Linked DNA regions of Anser cygnoides: region 1 is linked to region 2. The links are chromatin contacts, called in public Hi-C maps. All regions are on one chromosome and are shown on one strand. Each heading gives the region's core, a stretch centred on a gene start, on an enhancer-like site or on the middle of the called end of the contact. The rest is flanking DNA. Distances are from core to core; before and after follow the strand shown.

Region 1 (4,323 bases), core at 1,031-3,530, 140 kb after region 2:
ATTTCGCAACTTCTGCCAGCTGCCTGTAGAACTCCTCATCCATCTCCTCATCCTGGTTCGGCATTCTATAACAGACCCCCACCAGGATGCTTGCCTTGTTGGCCTTCCTGCTGATCCTAACCCATAGGGACTCAACCTTATCATTCCCAGCCTCAAGTTCCACAACATCAAAACACTCTCCAATACAGAGAGCCACACCACCACCCCTTCTGTGCTGTCTGTCCCTTCTGAAGAGCCTATAGCCAGACATCGCAGCACTCCAGTCATGAGAGTGGTCCCACCACGTTTCCGTGATGGCAACCAAGTCATAGCCTGCCTGCTGCACGATGGCTTCCAGCTCCTCTTGTTTGTTACCCATGCTGCGTGCATTAGTGCAGATGCACTTCAGTCGGGCCATTGCCTTCTCCCCCAGCCTTGCCATTGTTCCCCCTGGCACAGCTCCAACAAGCCTTATTTCAGCCCCATCCGCCTTCTTACCTAGTTTAAAGCGCTCTCAGTGAGCCCTGCTAGCTCCTGGGCTGGGATCCGTTTTCCCCTTAGAGATAGGGACCCGTCTGCGGCCATCAGGCCGGGTGCTGAGTAAAGCGCCCCATGGTCAAAAAAAAACCAAAATTTCTGTGTTGGCACCAGCCTCTGAGCCACGTGTTAATCAGGTGGGCTTTCCTTGTCCTCTCTGTATCCCTCCCTGCCACTGTAGGGATAGATGAAAACACCACCTGTACTCCTGCTCCATCCACTAACCGTCCCAGTGATAATAATTTGCATGAAGAAGTAGTGATATCTAGAAAAACTTTAATCCTGTTCTTCTAGTGCTTCTAAGTGTGTTTAAAATCCGGAACTAGTGTATAATTGTGCCCTTACTTAACTGTTTCTGGCAAAGCATCATCTACATTCTTTGATTGAAGTGTGCAGTCAAGAGCAATGCGAGGCACCAGTTTATGCACACTATAGCAAAATTTTGCAAATAAGTGAACTGTGGTAGTTTAGGAAACATTAGAAGGATTTGTACAGTGTTAATTTGCTAGTCCATTTCTTGTTATATTGATGTGCTGCTGTATTTTTTTGACACTGATTTTTATTTCACCTCCATTTCAAAAGTAGCTGCGTACATAGAGCTTTATAAGAGTTTCTCCATTAAGATGGTAAGTAAATTCAATGGAGATGATCTTGCCTCATTTCTCAGGAATGCAGCGATGGCACCGCAACACCGTTAACACTAGCTGAGCTGAGACCATACAACGAGAGTGAACTGACTGCTGAACTCACAAATGCACTCAGGCGGTAAGCGTCTTCCCTTACCAGAGACATGACTTGTTCTGCGGGTCTAGGGTGAGATTTCTAGTTCCAAGCCCATACTCTTACCCTCAAGTGTTTCTTAAGATTGATCACAGATTTTTCATGTGAGATGGAAAAGGATCAAAGTTCTTCTAATCTTCCCCTCTCTTTTGCTCTTGTTCTTAACTTGATAAAAGTCCTTCCATGGTGCTCCACTCCATTCCTCTTAAAGTTCTTTAAAATTCAGGTGAGCTTTATCCTTAAGAAACCCTTGAAATAACAGGAAGTTTGTTCCATATTCAGGCAAGAATATGGACACAAACCAGTGACATGACTTGCTTGAAGGCATGCAGAAAACCTTTAATAAAGGTGGAATTTGAATTCTGATCTTTGGCTAAGAAGGTTGTTTGCAGGTTAGAACTTGGGAAGGAGTTACAGGAGTGGGAATTAACAGTGATTTTGATGACTCAGATGCTGCATTTGCCTCCTGAGTATGTAAGGGGAGCCACAATTCAATTACAGAGAACATTGTTGCAAGAAACATTAGCTTTCCAATGAGAGAGAAAATTGATGTCTTGACGAACTGCTGTTATCAATAGCCAGGTTTTAGCCAAAGCTTTCAGTACAGTTACACATTAACTAGATGTTTGTTTGTGCAGCAGTTTTCACTGGACCAACTCTGGTAAACTTCATGACTAATACATTCACTGTTTCAATTGTTGTTTCTGTTACTTCTTCCACCTTATGTAAGACATGGCTATGTAATGTCTAATCAGGTTATTGTATTTTGAACCTGTCCAAAGTGCTATCAAGAATTTTGGCTGGGAAGAGTGTATTTTGCTTTTCTGATGTTTGCTCCCTCTCTGATGGTACAATATTCTCTCAGGCAGCTCTGGTGTTTCAGTCCTGAAGTGCTTTTTTCATAAGTGCAACTTCCAGTGTGCCTCAGGGACACTTAAGCCTGAAAGGCATTACGTAAAAATGTAAGGATCATTACCACTGCAAAATCAATATATCTCATACCATTGGCTTAATAGTCTGGCAGTCACTGAATACTTAGTTTGCTTGATGCAGGAAACAAAATTCTGTGGTTAAAATAATTAAAACTGTCATTTTTGTGTGGGTGGATAAAAACCATCAACAAAGTTACTCGCATAAACATTATTCAGAGCCATGGCCTCCCCCACATCCCCCACACTCCAGTCCAGTCCAGTGGGCAGTTCCACTGGCATTTTCTGTCTTCACACAAACTGTAGCTTTTTCCTGGTCTTGTTATTTCTTCCTGGATTTTGAGAAGATGCCAGTGACCTTAGTAGAAACTCGAGTAAAGTCATGAAATGTGGTTTGCTGACAACACAGAGGAAAAAAATTGCTTTTTCTACTATGCCTTAAGTTGATTAGCATGGATTTCCAGCCAGGGGCCTAGCAAGTACAGTTTGTCAGGCAGAAATGGGGAAGAAAAATAATCGGATTAAACTGTACATAAATTTTGGAGTGAAGGCTCTCTGTGTAATGGAAATATGACTGTACTAAATGTGATTGCTACTGCCAGTGGGGCTCAAGCACAGTTTCCGTGAGCTGTATGGACAGGGTATTTTTCTCCCTAATCAGTGTGCCAGCCAAGACAGCCTGAATGCTTAGTCTCCTTATCCTGAAGTCTTCTGCCTGGAAATGGTTAGAAAGTCTGTCTAGCACGTTAGAAAAACATACTGGAACTTGTTTAGCAACGGCTATGCTAAAAAATACCAGTAATTCCTAACTGTGGTACTGGCATTAAATGGGAGCCTCAGATGCAATGAAATTTATACCCTCGTGGATTCACAGAAGAGTTTTCAAAGTAATTGAAATATATTTTCTTCTGTGCTACAACAACACAAAACGGCCTGAGGTGAGTGGAATCTGTAGGGAGAGGTGGATTTAACTCTTTGCCAGTTCCTCAGTGCCCTTCTTGCCTGCATGGGAAAACACGTGCTGACACTGCTTGTGAACCAGGAGGTCCTGTTGGCTCCCCCTTGGACCCTCCCACCACCAAAGAACTAGGACCAGAATTAAAAATGAAAAAAATACGTTGCACAGTGACTGTGTTTTGGTGGGTGGCAGGAGGAAGATGTGAAACAAGTGAATACTTGCACACTGAGTCTGCAGTCTAGAGGCAACATTTAAATGCAAATGGAGTATTTCGGTACTGGTTGTAATTAGTGGACGAAACCAGCCATTGAGCCTATCTGCTGTTCCCGCAGGCAGCAGACACTGGTGCAGGGGACAGCCAGCAGCTGCAAGGTGAGGAGACTTGGACTTGGCGATTCAAAAATCCATTTGCTTTTGATTCTGTCTCTCTGAGAGGGAATGTGATATCAATCAGCAGCCCTGCTTGCTACCCCTCTCCCCATCCTGTCCTCACAGAGACAACAGCTCTGGCAGCCCCCCCCCCCACTGCTGCTTTCCCATTCTGTCCTTCTGTTGCTGCAGAGCTGTCAGGTTCTTCTGAGTTAATTGAAATAGAGTGAAACCCAAATAAAACAGCAGGATTCAGTTATGGTTTGGATTTTAGTGTAGTTGGGAAGCATTTGTACGTTTGTAGTCTGCAAACAGCTTTGCAGCAGAACAGTTTTGTCTGCAGAAGTAGCCTATCTTCTCTCTGCAGACCTGGACTTTCTCTTAAATCTGGAATCCAACAATGTGTCTTGAAACTCCCTGAGTTTCCACTGGTCGTGCCCATCAGCAGAAATTCAAGGCAGGAGCACTTCTTCCTTTATTGTTTCCTAACGCATTTGTTGCAGTAGGACTCAGGATTTCCCAGAGCAGTGTTTAGCATCAAAACCCATCCTATGGGCTTTCCACAGAAATGGCTTTTGTTATCCATGACCACCATGTTAACTAGTAGAAATCCAAGTTACCTGCAAGTTCCTTATTGTAAAAGTTACATCTGGGTGACCAAGGCAGTGGCATCGCAGGCTTGGTCCGCTAGTTTAGAGACAGGGTCTGTTCCAGCCAAGAGTAAATACTTTCTGCCAGACTTTAGCAATTTTGTTTTTCCTCCTCTCCTTT
Region 2 (4,313 bases), core at 586-3,085:
TTATTTCTTAAAGTTGTGGGTATGTCTGTTTTTTGTACAACATGTTTGTGTATGTTTTTAATAAATTAGAAATTAAAGCCATATCAGATGTTATGCAAATACTTAATAAATATTTCAGAAGTGGTGTATTTCTGGCAGTTGCTGAAATGTTTTGGATGCATCATCTTTATGTGTTTACTTGTCCTGAGAACTGCTAATTTGAGTTATGTTCTGAAATCCCAAGCATTTTATTGAGGTCATTTTGTAGAAAATTGAATCTGCATTCCCGGTTTAACTGATATGCTCCTCTTTCTTCTTTGCCTATTTCTTTGATACACCTTACATTGTAACATGTTATTTATTTTATATTTTATTAGAAATAATAGGACGTGTTTAGCAGAATGAGAGAGTTCACGATTTGAGGAGTTAATTGTACAGAGATAGGAGACAATGAGGTATAGCATGGAAAGTTAATCAGAATCAGTAGGTTTGTGAGAGGGGCAGCAGTGTAGGGGAAAGCAAAGTAAATATGAGAGACCTAAGCCAGTGCAGTATCTTGCCATGCAAGATGAGTGGTAGGTTTGTGGCTGGGGAGTTCTACTAAAAGAAATTCTGTATATATTCCTCCTTTAACTACAAAATAGTTCAATTAAATTAACTCTTATGTTACTTTTTCAAATGATTGTTTAGAAATTGTGTACCGGCAACACAGCATAGATTGAGTTCATAACCTCAGTATAAAAGCCTGGGTTATTTTTGTAAAGAGTCTGTCATGGGGTTCCTGGCTACACTTTTCTTGTTGGTCTGTTGTTCACTGCTTTCTATTCCTTCAACGTTTGATTTTCAAGGCTCCAGGGTCACACACAATGTGGAGTGTCACAAAAATCTGATACTTGCTTAGCTATTTGGAGCAGGCAGTGACACTTCTACCTTGAAACATTACCTGTTCAAGTTTACTTTACCCATCACAAAATAAGACTTTTGTTGTAAGTATGTTCTGCATCCAATGTTTTAACATGAGAAATATCAAAAGAAGTCTGTGTCCATGCACCATGGAACGTTTTGTTTGTTTGTTTATTCCAATGAGCTTACTTTAATACTTGATTTACATCTGTAGTCTGGTGCCACAGATGAGTTAGAAGTAGGCCCCTTTCTGACTGCAAACATACCAGTGAAGATGTTACGCTCCTGAGTTTCCCCAGCTGCTAATCATCGTTTCTTTGCTGCTGGTTATCATCTCTGTGATTTGAGCTGCTTGTGTAAGCATGCTTTAGTCTGTTTCACTCAAAGGGCCAGGTCAGCCTCAGTATTGGTCTTCAAATAAAAAAGCACGTTCTGAATGAAACATGGAGGGCTTACAGAAATAAGCCCTACATGGGAGAATACGCATAAGTACTCAGAGATGCAGTTAGTTACTTGCTTACCTTTAATTATTCAGCCAACTGTTTTCTCCATGTAATTTGCATGCTTCCATTATGCCTTTTCCTACTGTTGATTTGAACTGCTGTATTTGTTGTTATTGAAGACAGGAAGCCTTTGGGAAAGTCTTTCTGTGTTTCTCACATCTTTGTCATGCGTTTCCCTTTTCCTTCCTTTCTGATTATACCTTCTGTATGCCATATTTATTTTTGATCAATCGAAGACAGAGGCACTGTGTTCAATGGGAGAAGTTGAAACTGTCTACAAGAGGAAATTAGTGCAGTCCTACTCTGTTTTCACTTGAAACTCTGACTCTACTGTCAGCTCATATTTTCCTGTTGCAGTGGTTGTTACCACTGTGTATGTCTACATGGCAAAAGAATGACAGACCAAGAAAGTCTACAATGCACAGTGGATTTTATTGTAGGTGCGTGCTTTTGTCTCTTTGTTTTAGTATGTGAAGTTCTAGGCATGAAACTACTATTATTAAAATAAATAGGAAAACTACAAAGCCCTGGAGGTATAGTAAATGTGTTCTTGAATGGATGCATTAGACAAAATAGAAAATGAAATTATTGCAACTCATTCCATTTGTATTGAAACTTTCTTTGCTTGAGATTTAGATCTCTCTTTGGGAAATGGGCAAAATATAAGCTACATAATTTTTTCAAGACACAGCTGTAATTGTAGAAATTTTTGTGTGGTTGATGTTTGCTCTTCCTATACTCTTGTCCAGGTAAACAGAAATCTTGATAGTCTTTATTTGCTTCTCCCTGTTCCATTCCAAAGGTCATGCAGAAATTAAATAAAAATAGAAAATAATCAGATTTCTATCACAGGTCAGTCTGACTTGTACAAAACTCATACTTTGTGGTTTCTAGCTTTAGAGTTCAAACTGTTGCTTATTGATCCGTATATCAGTATGTTACCTTATTTTCTCTGCTTTTCTTCCCCTTCAATCTTATTTTCGTTCTGTTCAAAGAAAGATTGGCCAATGTGCTGTTTGCATGGGAGATTCAGTGTGTTGTAACTAAATACAGTGGTAGAAAAAACATTGTTCTTGTGTTGCAAGGCTTTCTGTGGTGGTGCTAGTGTTTGTTTTTGTTTGTTTGTTTTCAGTAAGTGATACATTAAGAGAGGCAAATTTAAAAAAAAAAAATCTGAATTTTGCAGATGACTCTTTCTGTACTCCATGGGAATGCAGTACAGGCTTTGATACCTTTTAAGTAAATAGTGATATCCAACTATGTGGGCTTTCACCTGCCAATCAATATTATGCCTTTAACATTATTTGTGGAGTTTGCTTTTTAAGGCTTCATTAAGTATGGATGTGATGTGTATACAATACATAACACACAAATTAGGCATGTGCTCTTTGGATTCCTTCTTTTTTTTTTTTAGTCATGCAGTACTGTAAACCTTAAGAGTACACTATGTGATTATACTTAAAGCCAGCATCATGAGTGTCTCTGAAAACATGTACAAGTCAGTAGTTCAGTGCACAGAAAATGCAATTATACTGTTTCTGTGTTGTTTTTTTTTTAAATGTAGTTAAAATGAAACTGTATCAGAATTCATATGCTTTGTATATATTCACTTGGTAATTTTGCAGAAAGAGGTGTTTGTACGGAAGAAGCTGGATGGTCTAACCTGTACTTTCTTCTTCCAAATTCAAAGACTCTACCTCAGGAAGTCCGTGAACTTCAGTTTGCTAAAGCTGAAGTAGCCTTCCAGGGAGGTGCTACTACATGCTAGGCTTGTTCTTGTACCCTTCCCTAGCTATCCACTGATACGGGTGTGCTGAGGTAGGGAGATCTGTGGTCTGACCTAGTACAGCTGTCACGCTAAATAAGGTCAGCAGTCATGCACATGCCTAATCTGAGACAGTTCAAATGAGTAATGTAGGAACATTAAGGGAATAAATTGCTGAGCTTTGTGATGTCCTTCTCAGTTGTATACTTAAGGGCTAAATTATATCCTTGGATCAAGAGCCAAATTACATCCTTGGATACAATTTTCACTAGAGGGAGGCTAGTGAACTTGGTGCTGCTAAGACAACGTCAAAGAGATTTTGTTGTGGGCTAAGTGTTGGTGTTATAGTATTGCAATATATTCAGCAGTTTAGATGCAAATGTTTTGTTTAATGTTACCGTTTATGTTCTTTTTATCATTCAGTATATAAGCTGATGGTATGTAATTTCTAAAAAAAGGATATATTTTCTGCACAGCAAAATTAAAAGGTACTGTGCTGATTTAGGTGCATACTTTATACCTTCTGCTTCTTTCTTTGTGCTTGGGAGTTAGGTTTTTGCAAGCCAAAATGTTCACTTCCTAGCCTTAGACAGAGAGCAAGTGAGTCTGAGAGGAGTTGCGGGATGAGGTGCAGGACACTGGGCTGAGCCCCTCTGGGAAGGGGAAAGTTCAGCAGCAGCAGTCCCCACCCTGAGGTACTTTCCCATGTGTTTCTCTGCTCTTCTAGAACAAGCATCAGCTTGTGCTCATACCGTACATGCATGTGAGGAAATAGCACTGATGGAATAGGGAACAGGTTTTGTATGCATTGAAGGCTGGGATTAAATCTCAAACACTTGTTCTGTCTTCTGGGTTTGGCAGTCCTATTAAGACAGTCAGTGAGCAAATGTCACGCCGCATCTGCTTCCTGAATGGTCTTTGGCTGTGCAACAGGCCTGCAAGTGCACTCTCAGTACTTCTTGTGAACAGATTAGCACCATCTCCCATTGGAAGCCTGTTTCTGCTGCTGGACGTGGCTTTGGCCTTCAGTGTGAAAGGTGTATGGAACCTGTAATAAAAAAGCATGTACAGCATCTGCCCACCAGAGAGGGTGTATGTTTTTCGCCAAGCAGATGATGATGTTCTGGGAGTTGTGGTATTGTCACAATCCTTTGAAACATTGC

The links. A called contact is a pair of places that touch in the nucleus more often than the background predicts.
Region 1: a Hi-C map of liver shows a contact between it and region 2, with 2.9 times the contacts expected there. The contact joins two enhancer-like sites. A contact is called at or near these places in 5 of 7 Hi-C or Micro-C datasets (fetal liver, granulosa cells and liver).

Annotation. Positions count from the first base shown.
Region 1 is chrZ:23,691,316-23,695,638 of Taihu_goose_T2T_genome, forward strand. MCC (MCC regulator of WNT signaling pathway) reads left to right here. Exons shown (of 18, transcript XM_066988301.1): 16 at 1,184-1,281. Among named protein-coding and RNA genes, the nearest start is that of DCP2, 39 kb to the right of the region's middle. Within about 2 kb of position 2,281, at least 1 of the 3 cell types and tissues checked has open chromatin away from gene starts, as enhancers often do. A contact at or near this core is called in liver, where this site is marked.
Region 2 is chrZ:23,549,571-23,553,883 of Taihu_goose_T2T_genome, forward strand. The region is part of intron 3 of MCC (MCC regulator of WNT signaling pathway); the gene reads left to right. Among named protein-coding and RNA genes, the nearest start is that of MCC, 47 kb to the left of the region's middle. Within about 2 kb of position 1,836, at least 1 of the 3 cell types and tissues checked has open chromatin away from gene starts, as enhancers often do. A contact at or near this core is called in liver, where this site is marked.